Regions from separate parts of the Oryza sativa genome. Here region 2 is linked to region 1. Evidence: chromatin contacts called from public HiCAR-type data. All regions are on one chromosome and are shown on one strand. Each heading gives the region's core, a stretch centred on a gene start, on an enhancer-like site or on the middle of the called end of the contact. The rest is flanking DNA. Distances are from core to core; before and after follow the strand shown. Region 1 holds the start of LOC4340917. Region 2 holds the start of LOC4340926.

The links. HiCAR-type assays count read pairs that join an accessible place to other places.
Region 2: a HiCAR-type map of leaf shows a contact between it and region 1, with 1.9 times the contacts expected there. The contact joins the promoter of LOC4340926 here to the promoter of LOC4340917 in region 1. A contact is called at or near these places in 1 of 15 Hi-C or Micro-C datasets (seedling) and 1 of 4 datasets of contacts at active chromatin or transcription factors (leaf).

Annotation. Positions count from the first base shown.
Region 1 is chr6:13,184,975-13,191,168 of ASM3414082v1, forward strand. LOC4340917 reads left to right here and starts at 2,377. Exons shown (of 1, transcript XM_015785383.3): 1 at 2,377-3,580. The coding sequence starts at 2,635. The coding sequence ends at 3,084. It overlaps LOC9266816, which reads right to left and starts at 523. Exons shown (of 14, transcript XM_066311640.1): 1 at 412-523; 2 at 192-283; 3 at 1-84. The coding sequence starts at 248.
Region 2 is chr6:13,356,435-13,362,628 of ASM3414082v1, forward strand. LOC4340926 reads right to left here and starts at 3,364. Exons shown (of 3, transcript XM_026026157.2): 1 at 3,197-3,364; 2 at 2,993-3,111; 3 at 515-874. The coding sequence starts at 3,330. The coding sequence ends at 855. LOC4340927 (protein FERTILITY RESTORER RF2, mitochondrial) reads left to right here and starts at 5,774. Exons shown (of 5, transcript XM_015786391.3): 1 at 5,774-5,956.

The sequences.
Region 1 (6,194 bases), core at 1,127-3,626:
CGAAGCAAGTACGAGAGGAGGACGAGACAGAGAAGACACGAACGAGTCGATCCAGAAAGCGAAGGAAAGATAGGGGGGTCCGCACTGAAACAAACAAAGCAATGTAATCAGGACATATGAAGCACAAAACATAGGCAGGGGATACATAGGGGCCTGCCATGCGGACCCAAAGCACGAGAGGGAAAACCTACCGCGAGCTGCCGCCGCGGAAGACCTTTGCTGTGCTGATGAACAGGTTCAAGAACCATGGAAGCAGCGATCCACGCCGTGCAAATCCCGGCCCCTACGAATGAACACAACAGACACCACCGAACAATCAGCCAATAAGGGATAACAAAAACAGAAAGCCGACACAGCCGCAGAAAAGCGGAGCGACCGCGGAGAGGAACCCGCTGCAAGCCAGCGCCTTACCCTGCCATAGCGGATGGAACCAAACGAGACCAAGCAGCGGCGAATTGAACGCGGCAGCACAGGCAGCCAAAAGGGAGCGAAAACGACGGTGTAAGCCCTAGAAACGAAGAGCAGGAAGAAGCACTATCGCTGGAAGGAAGGGGAAAAAGAGTGTAGAAGGGATGCAGGGATCCGGAATGTGAACAACAATGCACCCACCAACAAGGAAGCAAAGGCTGTGGGGCCCATAGGCAATAGGCCCACCGAAAGTGCACACAGGCTAGCACAGCCTCGGTGCAAAACGAAGGCGCAACAGCCGAGTCAACCGAGGGCAGACGACCCAATCAAAACGCACCGGACAAACTGAGCAGCTGCCAACCACACCCACGCCTGCTCCTCCAACCACCCAGAGCACGGACGCGCAACACAAACACCGGTAGACACAGCGCACAGGAAAGCAGGAGCAACAAAAGGCAAAGGACCCACGCATCAGAGAGGAACACATGGAGGAACGATCCCACCAGACAAAGAACAAAAAACGGCAGCACTGGTGCCACCGCAGCAGCAACAAACCATGGACACAGCTCACAGTAGGTAAGAAACGGGAACCAGCCGCACGGCCCACACGGCAGAGAGCCAAAACACATGGACCAAGCACACGAGCGCGCTGAGCTGACGAGCCGCACAGAAGCAACGCAGCAGAGCGAACGCAAACGCCGATCGCCCAGCACGGCAGCTACCGCAGGCCGTCAACACCGCACAAGCTCGATCGAACGGACAGCACAGCAGGCAAGGAGAGATGGCCAGCCCCAGCGCTCCCAGCGCCGGATGACGTGCCGCGCCCCGACAGCATCCACGACAGCCCGAAAAGCGGAGAAGCGAGCAATCGGGGGCTAGAATGAAGTCTTTAGGTATTCAAAGATTGTGCATGGTGGACAGATGATATATACATTGTGCAGAAAGGTGTTGACAAATCATTGTATATGCATGACTTATTCGAAAGACAACCTTGGCACTAACTTTTGTTAGTGCTATTAATGAAAAAGTTTTTTTTTGAAATATTTATGCAGAATTGACAAATAGCAGGTTTATCCTATATTTCACGCAACTTGATAAAGATGAAGGGGGTACATAGTATGGAACTCATCTTAGAAAACTTATGAAACATACACAATTTTTTCCTCGCAAGAAAATAATTTTTCAAACATCCAACATTTGTGAACAACATGCAACCGACAGAATTATTTGGCTGATATATATATTAAACTTGAAGATGAATTGAAAGAGATAATGGAAGATACAAACAAGACAATATTGGATAATGATATCGATCGTGCAGTGCCACAATACTCTTAACGTCTAGCTAGCATGTTAGATAGAAAGCTGAAGAAAAGAAACCGATGGAATGCATGGTCGTAAAGGAGATTCGCTTCTCGTGCCGGTGTATATAAGTCGTCTATCATGAATTTGTAGACAATATTTTCTTTCTAGATCAATAATTGTTGACAATATTTTGACATAGGAAATCAACCTGTACAATATGCGTTTATTGTGATGGTGGACAAATGCAACGTTGGTTTACATTCATGGAAAGACGTACAATTCATCCATATACACACAACTCATATTACTGATCAAAGACAACTTCGACACTAACTTAAGACTTAAGAGATGCTGTCGGGAAATGATATTTCAGTGATTATCTGTTGAGGAAGCCTGATGAAGATGGTGGGTATATATAGAGTTTCATTTGAGATAAAATTTATGTAAATTATTTTTCCGTATATATGCAACCTAAATATAACTAAAAAATGGTAGCATGTGAAGTTTCAAAGGATATTTGTGCATATGTAAAAAAAAGAGATAAAGATAAAATATATGTGACCGGAGTCACTGGACGGTTCATTTTAGGGGTAAAGCTAGGCATCAAGTTGAGATTCTTGTGTGTGTAATTAAAAGACCTCTGCTCTCTAGTAGTTAATGTCCTTGTTGCCATCAGATTACCGGTAAAGCAAATGCTTCCCCTGCAAAGTAATCCAAAACATCTCCGTGCCATGCCCATCAAATTAAACAAAGCCGAATTGTTAATCAAACAAGGACAAAGAAAGGCAGGCAAAAGATGAAAAAAGCGGTGACGTGGCCACCTGCAGCTAAGCTTAGCTTAGCTTCGATCGATGCCCATATATACATGAGTACACACACATCTCGCCTTGGGCACTCAGCCAGTAGGCAGCAGCTGCAACAATGGCGGATCACCGGAAGATCACCAGTGATGAGGAGGAGGCGGCGGTGAAGCCGACGAGGAGCTTCCGGTACGAGGACTACAGCACCAGGAGGGTGTTCCTGCGGAGCTACCCTCTCCAGTGGGACTGGGCGTCGCCGGCGCCGGGGGAGAAGGAGAAGCAGCAGCAGCAGCAGCAGGTGCAGGGCGTCGTCGCCGGCGGCGACGGGGAGGAGGATGACGATGAGTACGGCGGAGGAGGAGGAGACGAGCGCGGCGGGAGGAGGTGGCGGCGGCAGGTGGCGGTGGCGGTGGTGGAGTGGGGGGAGGAGAAGCTGCTCCTGCTCCGGCGGGTCAAGAAGAGGCTGGCGCTCTACCTCATCGGCTGCCACTACGCCGGCCACCGCGCCGCGCTGCCGTTCAAGTCCTCCTCCGCCTCCTGCACCGCCGCCATGCTCGCCTCCTCCCGCTGATCGATCGATCGGCCGCGCCATGGCGGACATGCCCATACCCACCAGCTAGCTTTGCAATCATCGGTCGGTCGATCTACACAGGTTAATTTCGCCATAGCTTTCGAATCTCCACGTACGCTGCTCTGTTTATCTGCTTCGAGGATATGCCTGAAAATTCATCGGTAGAAACGACGAACATCCGAACATGGCCTGTCTGTACGTGTATGTTAGTACAGGTAATTAATTAATGTAATAAGAAGTTCAGAGCTTGTAATGGGTGCTGGTTGTGTACATGTAAATTCTTCAGGACAAATCTTTAACATAGGGAGTTGGGGATTTTGTATGTATGATGTTGAATTGCAACAGGAAACGTTGCAGACAGATTAATAGGTGAAAATCTAGCTTTAGATACTTTTGTGTTAAGAAACGTGAAAAGTTCTTTTTTTGAGTTTTGAGCATGGCCTGTCTGTTTGTGTATGTTACTACAGGTAATTAATGTAACAAGAAGTTCAGAGCTTGTAATGGTGCTGGTTGTGTACATGTAAATTCTTCAGGAAATGTTGCCATAGAAAGTTGGGGATTTTGTATATGGTAGTATTGAATTGCAACAGGAAATGTTGCAGACAGATTAATAGGTGAAAATTAAGCTATAGCTTTAGATACTTTTGTGTAAAGAAATGTCAAAAGTTCTTTTGAGTTTTGAGCATACTCTGTAAGAGAGAAAAAAAGTGGTTTTGAGCAACTTTTACATAATAATAAAGTCGGGGACGGGACATGTATTGGAGAGTCTTTGTATAAATCAAGTACGTTGCTATTTCTTTTTCCGGTTGACTGCTAGGACACTTGAATCCGTGCGGTACCATATGGTGGCCGTTGATCTGGCTTCATCGGAGGGCTAGGAACGTTTAGTACCGCCTGGCACCGCATGCCCTGACTGAGGAGGTACCGTGGGTGGGAGGGTAGCTTCGTACTTTCGCGTTCGCATCTCTTTCGCACTGCATGCTGTCTCGGGAGAAGTTTCACTCGGCAAGAACCGTATATCCCCGTAGCATGGTTAGGATTGGATCCCGGTCGCCTGAAATCGATTGGGAGCTCGCTGCAATTTTACATAGTGCTTGTTTAGTTTCTAACTTTTTCTTCAAACTTATAACTTTTCTATCACATCAAAACTTCCCTACACACGTAAACTTCCAACTTTTTTTTTCAAACTTTCAATTTTAATCAAACTTCCAATTTTAATGTGGAACTAAACACAGCCATAGGATGATCTGGGTATGCACAGAAAGAGAGTTCTAGTGGTTCAAAGTGACACAAAGATAATATCTAGTCCAAAGAAAAATATTGGTTAAAAGTGGCACAAACTAAAATTTAAGTAATAAAAGATGGACCAAACTATTATTGTCCTAGTTCCTACAGTGTATAACTATTGAACTGCAAGAAACAATGTTGTGGATATTAATTAGTAGGTGAAAAGCCAGTATAACATGCTGTTCTTAAAGGGGAAGTCAAGTATACCTTGGCATAGCTTCGGTTGTATGGCTTTCTCTGCCGGAAATCCTGTTTGGCGATCGATCGCCAAACAGGATGGATCAGCGATCGATCCCCTCCCCCCTCCCTCCCTCCACCTAGTTTCCGTTTTGGCACCGCATTACTTTTCTATTTTAGTAAATTTATACACCTAAAGTTTATACACCTCAAGTTTACACATCTAAAGTTTAGAGACCAAAAGTTTATAAGTCAAAAGTTTATATATCCAATTCAAATTTGAATTTGAATTCAAATATTTTTTTATATATAGCATTTCTATACATCTAAAGTTTATAGACCTAAAGTTTATATACCTAAAGTTTATAGATCTATAGTTTATAAGTCAAAAGTTTATATACCCGTTTCAAATTTGAATTTGAATTATAGCTGATTCAAATTTGAATTTGAATTCAAATATTTTCTATATATAGTATTTCTATACATTTAAAGTTTATACACCTAAAGTTTATAGATCCAAAGTTTATAAGTCAAAAGTTTACATACCCGATTCAAATTTGAATTTGAATTATATCCGATTCAAATTTGAATTTGAATTCAAATATTTTCTATATAAAGTATTTCTATACATCTAAAGTTTATACACCTAAAGTTTATAGACCCAAAGTTTACAAGTCAAAAGTTTACATACCCGATTCAAAATTTTTTTATATATAGTATTTCTATACATAAATTTTTCTAACTTTTATTTTTTTAAAAAAAATTGTGTGGTGTACCCTGTAGTAGAAAGAGAAGAAGGGGAGGAGGAAGGGGAGAAGAGGGAGGAGTATAGGGGGAGGCGGGGCCAACCGATCGCTGGGCAATCGCCCTGGCGATCGATCGCCCATTAGCCTCCCCCTTTCTCTGCTATGGTTTAAATTCCTTGCACTCATATTTATCCAGATGTGCCTAGCTACGTTTTTAGTTGTAACTTTGTTATTTTCATAAATTATCCATACTGTAAGCCTGTTGACCATGTGTTCTTTTAGAAGGAAATTTTGAGTCATTAGAACATTCTCTACAACAAAAAAAAAGGGCTTTGAGCAAGTAGTACTCCCTTTGTTTTATGTTACAAGATGTTTTGACTTTGGTCAAAGTCAAACTTCACTAAGTTTATACACAAATATAGTAATATTTACATTACCAAATTAGTTTTTATTAAATTAATAATTAAATATATTTTTATAATAAATTTATCTTAGATCAATAATATTATTATTTTTTCTATAAACATGATCAAACTTGAAGCAAAACATCTTATAATCATAAACGGAGGGAGTACTTCACAACCACGATTAGTACGACATTTCTCTCTGGGCCGTTTGGATGTACTGGCCAGGCCAGCAGAGCACAGACGCATCTGGGCTGTTGATACACTGGTCATTATAAAGCAAGAATTTCCATTGGAGTCGTTGGGACAGTACAAGGACCTATGAGCTCAGTATGGCCCAAAACCTACGTACGATTTTGACTTGGAACAAAGTCTCCTTTCTGTACATCTGAACTTTTATTGGAGATTACAGTGTACAATTCTTCGACACGCTGCATTCATTTCACCAACTCACCATACAGCGACACACTCGTGTATGTTTGATTTTTACAACTTC
Region 2 (6,194 bases), core at 2,114-4,613, 170 kb after region 1:
TCTGGCCTCCGTCGCGAAAGCCAGAGGGGGCTCGTCGAAGGGTGAAAGAGAGGCTTAGCAGAGGAAGCTAGACATCGCTCAGCTTCAACTCCCGGTCGCGCACACGGATGAGTGGACAGAAAGAACGAGATAAGCTGAAGAGAACGGTTGTTTAAGGTGAAGAGAGGATCGCTGCGCCAGCTGGGACGCGTTCGAGGTAGACGTGTTAGCAGCCATACCAGCCTACCACTGAGACGTGTACAGAGCCTGATTGCCAACTTTCAGACATTTAATTAAAAAAAACAAATCTAATGATGACCTATCCTAACGAGAAGTCTGGTTTCTTGCTGGTAACTACTGTTACAAGCACAAAATACCTGAACCAAATCGATTTGGCAACATCGCCATCTCAATGCTTTTGTATGCAGACACACTGGAGCTTCACGTCAAGAAGAGCATACTGAAGTGCATTCTCACTTGTTACCAAGCCTCCTAACGCTAAAAGTTAGCAGCTTACAGCGATGTAGAGATCATAAGCACCAAAATTCTTGATATCACTTCCAGCAGTGAGCTAATTGGTGCAATCAAAATGAAAGAAAATTCTTATCAAATGCTCACATTTGCTCAAGGATGCTCAAGGATCCTCCAGAATCATGTAAATCAAATGCACATGTCTAAAATGAGCATCGGCAACATAACCAATAGCATGGACATGTGAAACTGAATGTAGCAGCACCCAAAAAAGCCATGCCTTTTAATGGTTAAACAGTTTATGGCTTCTTGTAAGCTCTTCTATGGTTTGTGCTAAAAGGCATCAATAGTTTCAAAAAGCTTCTGAACCAAGTTACAATGGCTAGGGCAGGAAAAGTATGTTGTCATAAAGGCATAGAATTCCCTGCAAAACACGATAAGGAGCTTATGTCAGAAAATACTGCTGTAGCTTCACATGGTGTTCAATACAAAAGATCCATGTTCACGAACAATGCTCCAACAATAGTGACATTCACACAATTCATGAAACAAAAAAACTAAAGAGAGATGGAGTTCTATCCTGATAGGGCTCTAGGTTCCTAACGAATTTTGGCATATAGTAAAAACCGAAAACATCCCTATGATTTTGTTTGACACAAACATAAAAGAAAGATGCCACAGTAGTTTGAAATCAACAGATATAACAGATGTGAATTAATGAATTAACACCAGATAGGAGGTAATCCCTCCTATTCCAAAGTCATTGTCCTCTCAACTCTTTCCTAAATGTTAAGTCATTTGGAACTTCTAGGCACTTCTGCAACTGTTTTTCCTCGTTTACCATTGCTAAATGAATGCTAGCACTCTCACCAATAGATGGTTTATCTTTTCCAATGCAATACAAATAAAGGGCAACTAAGTATAGCTTTTTCCTTAATTTGTCTGCATAGTCTAAAGCAACTTACATTTGGAATCAGAGTAGTAGTAGATAGGAAAGGTAATGAATGGATTTGAAGAAAAATTGTGTGAAAACTTACAGTCTGTAAGGAAAAATATGACAAACAGAAAAATGGTCATAGATATATGTTAAAAAAGAATTCATCATACACTGTTACCTTCCAGTGGCACTTAGAACGTAAAACATATGATAACATAAGTCATTCCTACATCTATCTCTAAAATAAAATGCATGTGATTAAAGAAATATAATATTTTCACATCCCAAATTTCACACGTCTAAGTGAATGGCCTACTTTTGGTTCCTCAATTTAACATTGTCTTGGGTATTAAGGTGCAAAGGGTGTTTGCAAGCATGTGCATATAGTTTGAAAAATGACACATTGATTTAATTATTTCACATGTGATTTAGATTTTATTGAGATATACCAGATATTGGTTGCAGTAACCATAATATTTCATTTTGGACAACTAAGGGTCAACTAGTAAAAACATATGGATCTAAGCTAATAGGTCAAATTTGTTGTAATGTGAAATGTAAGCAAACAAATTGTACATGGGTAAGAAAAGTGTAAAGGAATAATTTATACACATATAAACACCAAACATTTGGTTGTAACTTACTCCCTCCGTACTCACAAAGTAAGTCGTTTAGGACAACATTTAAGTCAAACCTTGGAAATATAAATCATGAATAACTCTCAAGTTGTTGAGTTTAAAAATGTAAAAATTATATGAATAGATTTGTCTTGAAAAATACTTTCATAAAAATATACATATATCACTTTTCAATAAATATTTTTATAGAAACAAGAAGTCAGAGTAATGTTTTGGAGACCGTGTCGCTGTCCTAAACGACTTCCTTTATGAGTATGGAGAGAGTATAAGTCAACATAAAAAATTTCTCCTGTCTATACAAATGTTCTCATACTCGACTATTCCATTTAGATTCGAAAGCTAGAAAGATCAGATAAAAAATCCCAGATCAAACAAAACTAATCTGATGAGTCCATAGTTTAAAGAGAACACTGACTACATGCATATTTGCAGCAAAACATTAGGTTAAAACGAATAGAAGATGCTCTTATCTATCTGTCATAGAACAAATCTGTCACATGTCATTAGCAAGGCTATTAAAAAAACATAAAAACAATCTAATAAAGAGCTGTTGAATCCAAAAATATAACTATCCCTTCAATAAAAGAAACTAAATGCAGGTGTCCTATTAATCAAATATTCACCTCCTGAGTAAGGCGTGGGTGAGTCGCCTTACCGCCTTTACAATCATGATACAATCTCAAGAGCGATAACTATGCAAGATGCAAATTAACGTTCCTAGGTCTAAGGAAATTACCATCGTCATTTACACTTCAATAATAGCAACAGGAGCTAATGATCTATTGTCACAGGGGATCCAATCACAAGCCAAATTAAAGGAGGCTTGTCGCCAAGCAGCGTTTTCTCATAGTCTAGCCATTGCATTGAGCTTTGCACATCCCAAAGTATAACTCATGGAGCTTGCACAACTGGATTCCAGCAAGACCAAAACAAAACAACAAAAAAAAATGGGGGGAAAGAACCGCACCTTGAGGGACGATGCCCCAGCTCTGGGACTCGGGCGAGATGGCCGACCGGAGCCTGGCCGACGCGACGGCGCTGTGGAGCGGCATCACGGACAACAAGCCCCCGCACACCGAGGGTAACCTGTCCACCCCACAACCGGAGCAATGTGAGCGGAGAAGGGAGGGACCGAAGCAGGGAGCGGGGGAGGAGGAGGAGGAGGGTTAACCTGTGGAGGGAGGAGGCGCGGCGCGAGGAGGCGGCGAGGAGGGGAGAGGGAGGAGCGGCGAGGGTGCGGCGGAGGGAGGCGGAGACGGCGCGGGCTAAAACCCTAGATCGGATCACCATGGGCGACGCCGCCATTCCGTCTCGCGGCGATGGAGGTTCCCAAGATAACAAGACGACAGAAGTGCTGCCTTCACTAGTAGTAGTGGTTTGGGGCTTTTCGCCCACGCATACGGGCACCGGATCAAATCTAATGTTTTTTCTTTTCTAAAAAAACTGATTTGTTGATTTGTTTTTTTAACGATTTTGCTATACAAAATTTTTTCCACTATAAATACAGTATAATTGTTTTTTTCTAGAATTATATAGTACAACGCACGCACATTCACCCCTATGAACGCACGCACACTCACCCCTATGAACGCACGCACGCAAAACCTACCCTATGAGTATTTTCGAAGACTGGGCCGGTAAATCCTGGGGATTGACGAAGTCACCACAGACGCCTCGCTGTCAAAAGAGCATGTAGCCTAGTGGTTACAAGTGTATCAGTAGCACCTTAGCTCCGTGAGTTTTTCATTTTTCAGGATTTAAATATAGTATAATTATAATATAATTATATTGTACTAACTCTATTTTTTAATACGTGACGTTGTTAAATTTTTAACGTATCATTCCCCTTATTCAATTTTTTTAACAAATATAAAAGAATTAAGTCACGATTGAAGAAAACATTTGATGATAACTTACAATAAAATAAATGATAATTACCCTTTTTAATAACATAAATGATCAAACGTGTCTAAAAAGCCTCAAAAAGTTAATGATATCATATATATTGAAAAGGGAGAGAGTAACTTGCACATAACTATAATATCTTATATTTAACTTTCACATTATTCTGTAATGTAACTTGTATTTAACTTTCACATCATTCTAAATTGTTAGATTTACTTTAAGATTTATGCAAGTTGGGTAGATAAAAATCATAGTGCATGTATGGATGATGAGATTTGATCATGCAACCTCCATAGCTCTGTTTCACGAAAGGAGAATGTTACCGCGAAATTTTTAAAAGTTACGTATAAATTATAAATTATATTATATATAGCTAATGTAATCACACTATGATTACACTACATTTACATTTGATAATTTTTTTGGAGGAATTTTTTTGGCAAATGTATAGCCAGTCTCTTTTTTAATATATCCTATCATGTGATAACACGATGAGTCTCCTCTGCAATACTGCTCTCTAACGTGTATCATTGACATGTGACCATTACATATATCAGCCACTTAAAGAACAATATGGCAGATAATTTGTTTCCGCGATATTGATGGGGACAAAAGAATGCACACAAAGTAAGATAAACATATCATTCTTTCCACTAGTTTAGGGTATTATAAACTGGACTTTTTTTTCTTAAATACTAAAGTTAAGAATGTTATGTTTATATATATTTAAGACACAATACACATCTTTATAGGTTTGTAAATAGTTTCCAAAAAGACAAGTAATCAAACCGTGGAAGTGAATAGTGCCCTATTTGTTATTTCAAAACGATGGGACTAATTCATATTAAATTTAGAATAGGGGAATTATGTTCTTTGCCCCTATTTTTAGTTACAGTTTGTGATTCTCCCCTCTCTATTTGTTTAGTATTGTGCCCTTGTTTTTTTTTTAACGAAGCAAGTGTTTGTGCCTAGTTTGGATGGTATTGGTATGGATTAGCAATTGTGCACTTGCATCACACAGGCGGTGGTCGACGGGAGATGATTTGGGCATCCCCATCGATCTTCTTGGCAACTGACGAAGGGGAGAAGGGTTGGCACGCGCAGCGGGAGAGGAGCGCGGCGGTGGCTCCCGGTCGCTCCTACCCCCTCTTCCTCGCGAGCTTGCCGGTGGCGTCGAGCTCCCGATTCACCCGCGTAACACACTCCTGTGCCAACGAGATCACGCGAGCTGGTTCTCGGTGATGACTTCCTGCAGAGAGGATGGGTGATGATGGTGCAGCGCGTCGGCTTTTATAGCCGCGGCAAGGGAGGACGAGGATGGCGTCGGACCACGGGGCCTCCCAGCTTCCTCCGCTAACTAGTCGTGCTCGGTGACGTCGCCGACACTAATGTACATTTCCTCTCCGCCGGCCACCAGTCTTCTCCCCACTCGTCTTTTCCAGTGAGCGCTGCCGCCACTAGCGAGGGCCACCGCCAGTCGCCGCGCGCCTTCGGTTCTCCCCATCGCCGGTCGGCAAGAAGGGGAGGACTGGAGGAATAGAGGTGGAGAGAGGGTAAGTAGTCACTTACACATGGAGCCCACGCTAACTTAGCTGTCACATCGGACAAAATCGAGGATAAAAACCGTCTAAAAATCTATAATGATCTAAGTTTTGTAAGTTGAGGAATAGCATATATCTGTTTTTTTTTAATTTAGGGATAATTTCTTAACTATGCGACAAGACAAGGGACCTTATATGTATGAATATAGGCGTTATAAAATATGCAGCCGTAAATTATGACAAAGTCAGTCCGTTCGCGACCCAACCGGCTTAACCGGCTGGCCTCGGCTACTCGGCCCAATATCCCCGCCGGCCCACCAATCTGGCCAACAACTCAGTCCCTAACGCCGCCGCCAATCTCGCCGCCTCCGCCCTGAGCCCCGGCAGCTTTGTTTTGGCCTCTCCGTCGCCGGCGGCCATCCTCGCTTCTTGGCAGCTCGCGCGACGCGCCGGACCAGCCGACTCGTCCTCCCTCCAGGTTCCACGTATGTGATTCATTCTTCTGAAGTTTTTCAGTTCGGGAATTCAGCCCTTATCCGACTATGTAATTCCGAATGCATCGAAGTATATAAATGCTAGCTTAGCTTAGGGGAACTGAGGTGGATAGTTAGTTCCTCCATTCCATGTGTAATCGTTCTGAGCCGTGGATTACTGGAAAAATCTGTGTGTATTTCTATTTTCTGTGCTGATTTATGCATTGTTGGATGAGTGTGTTTTTTATGG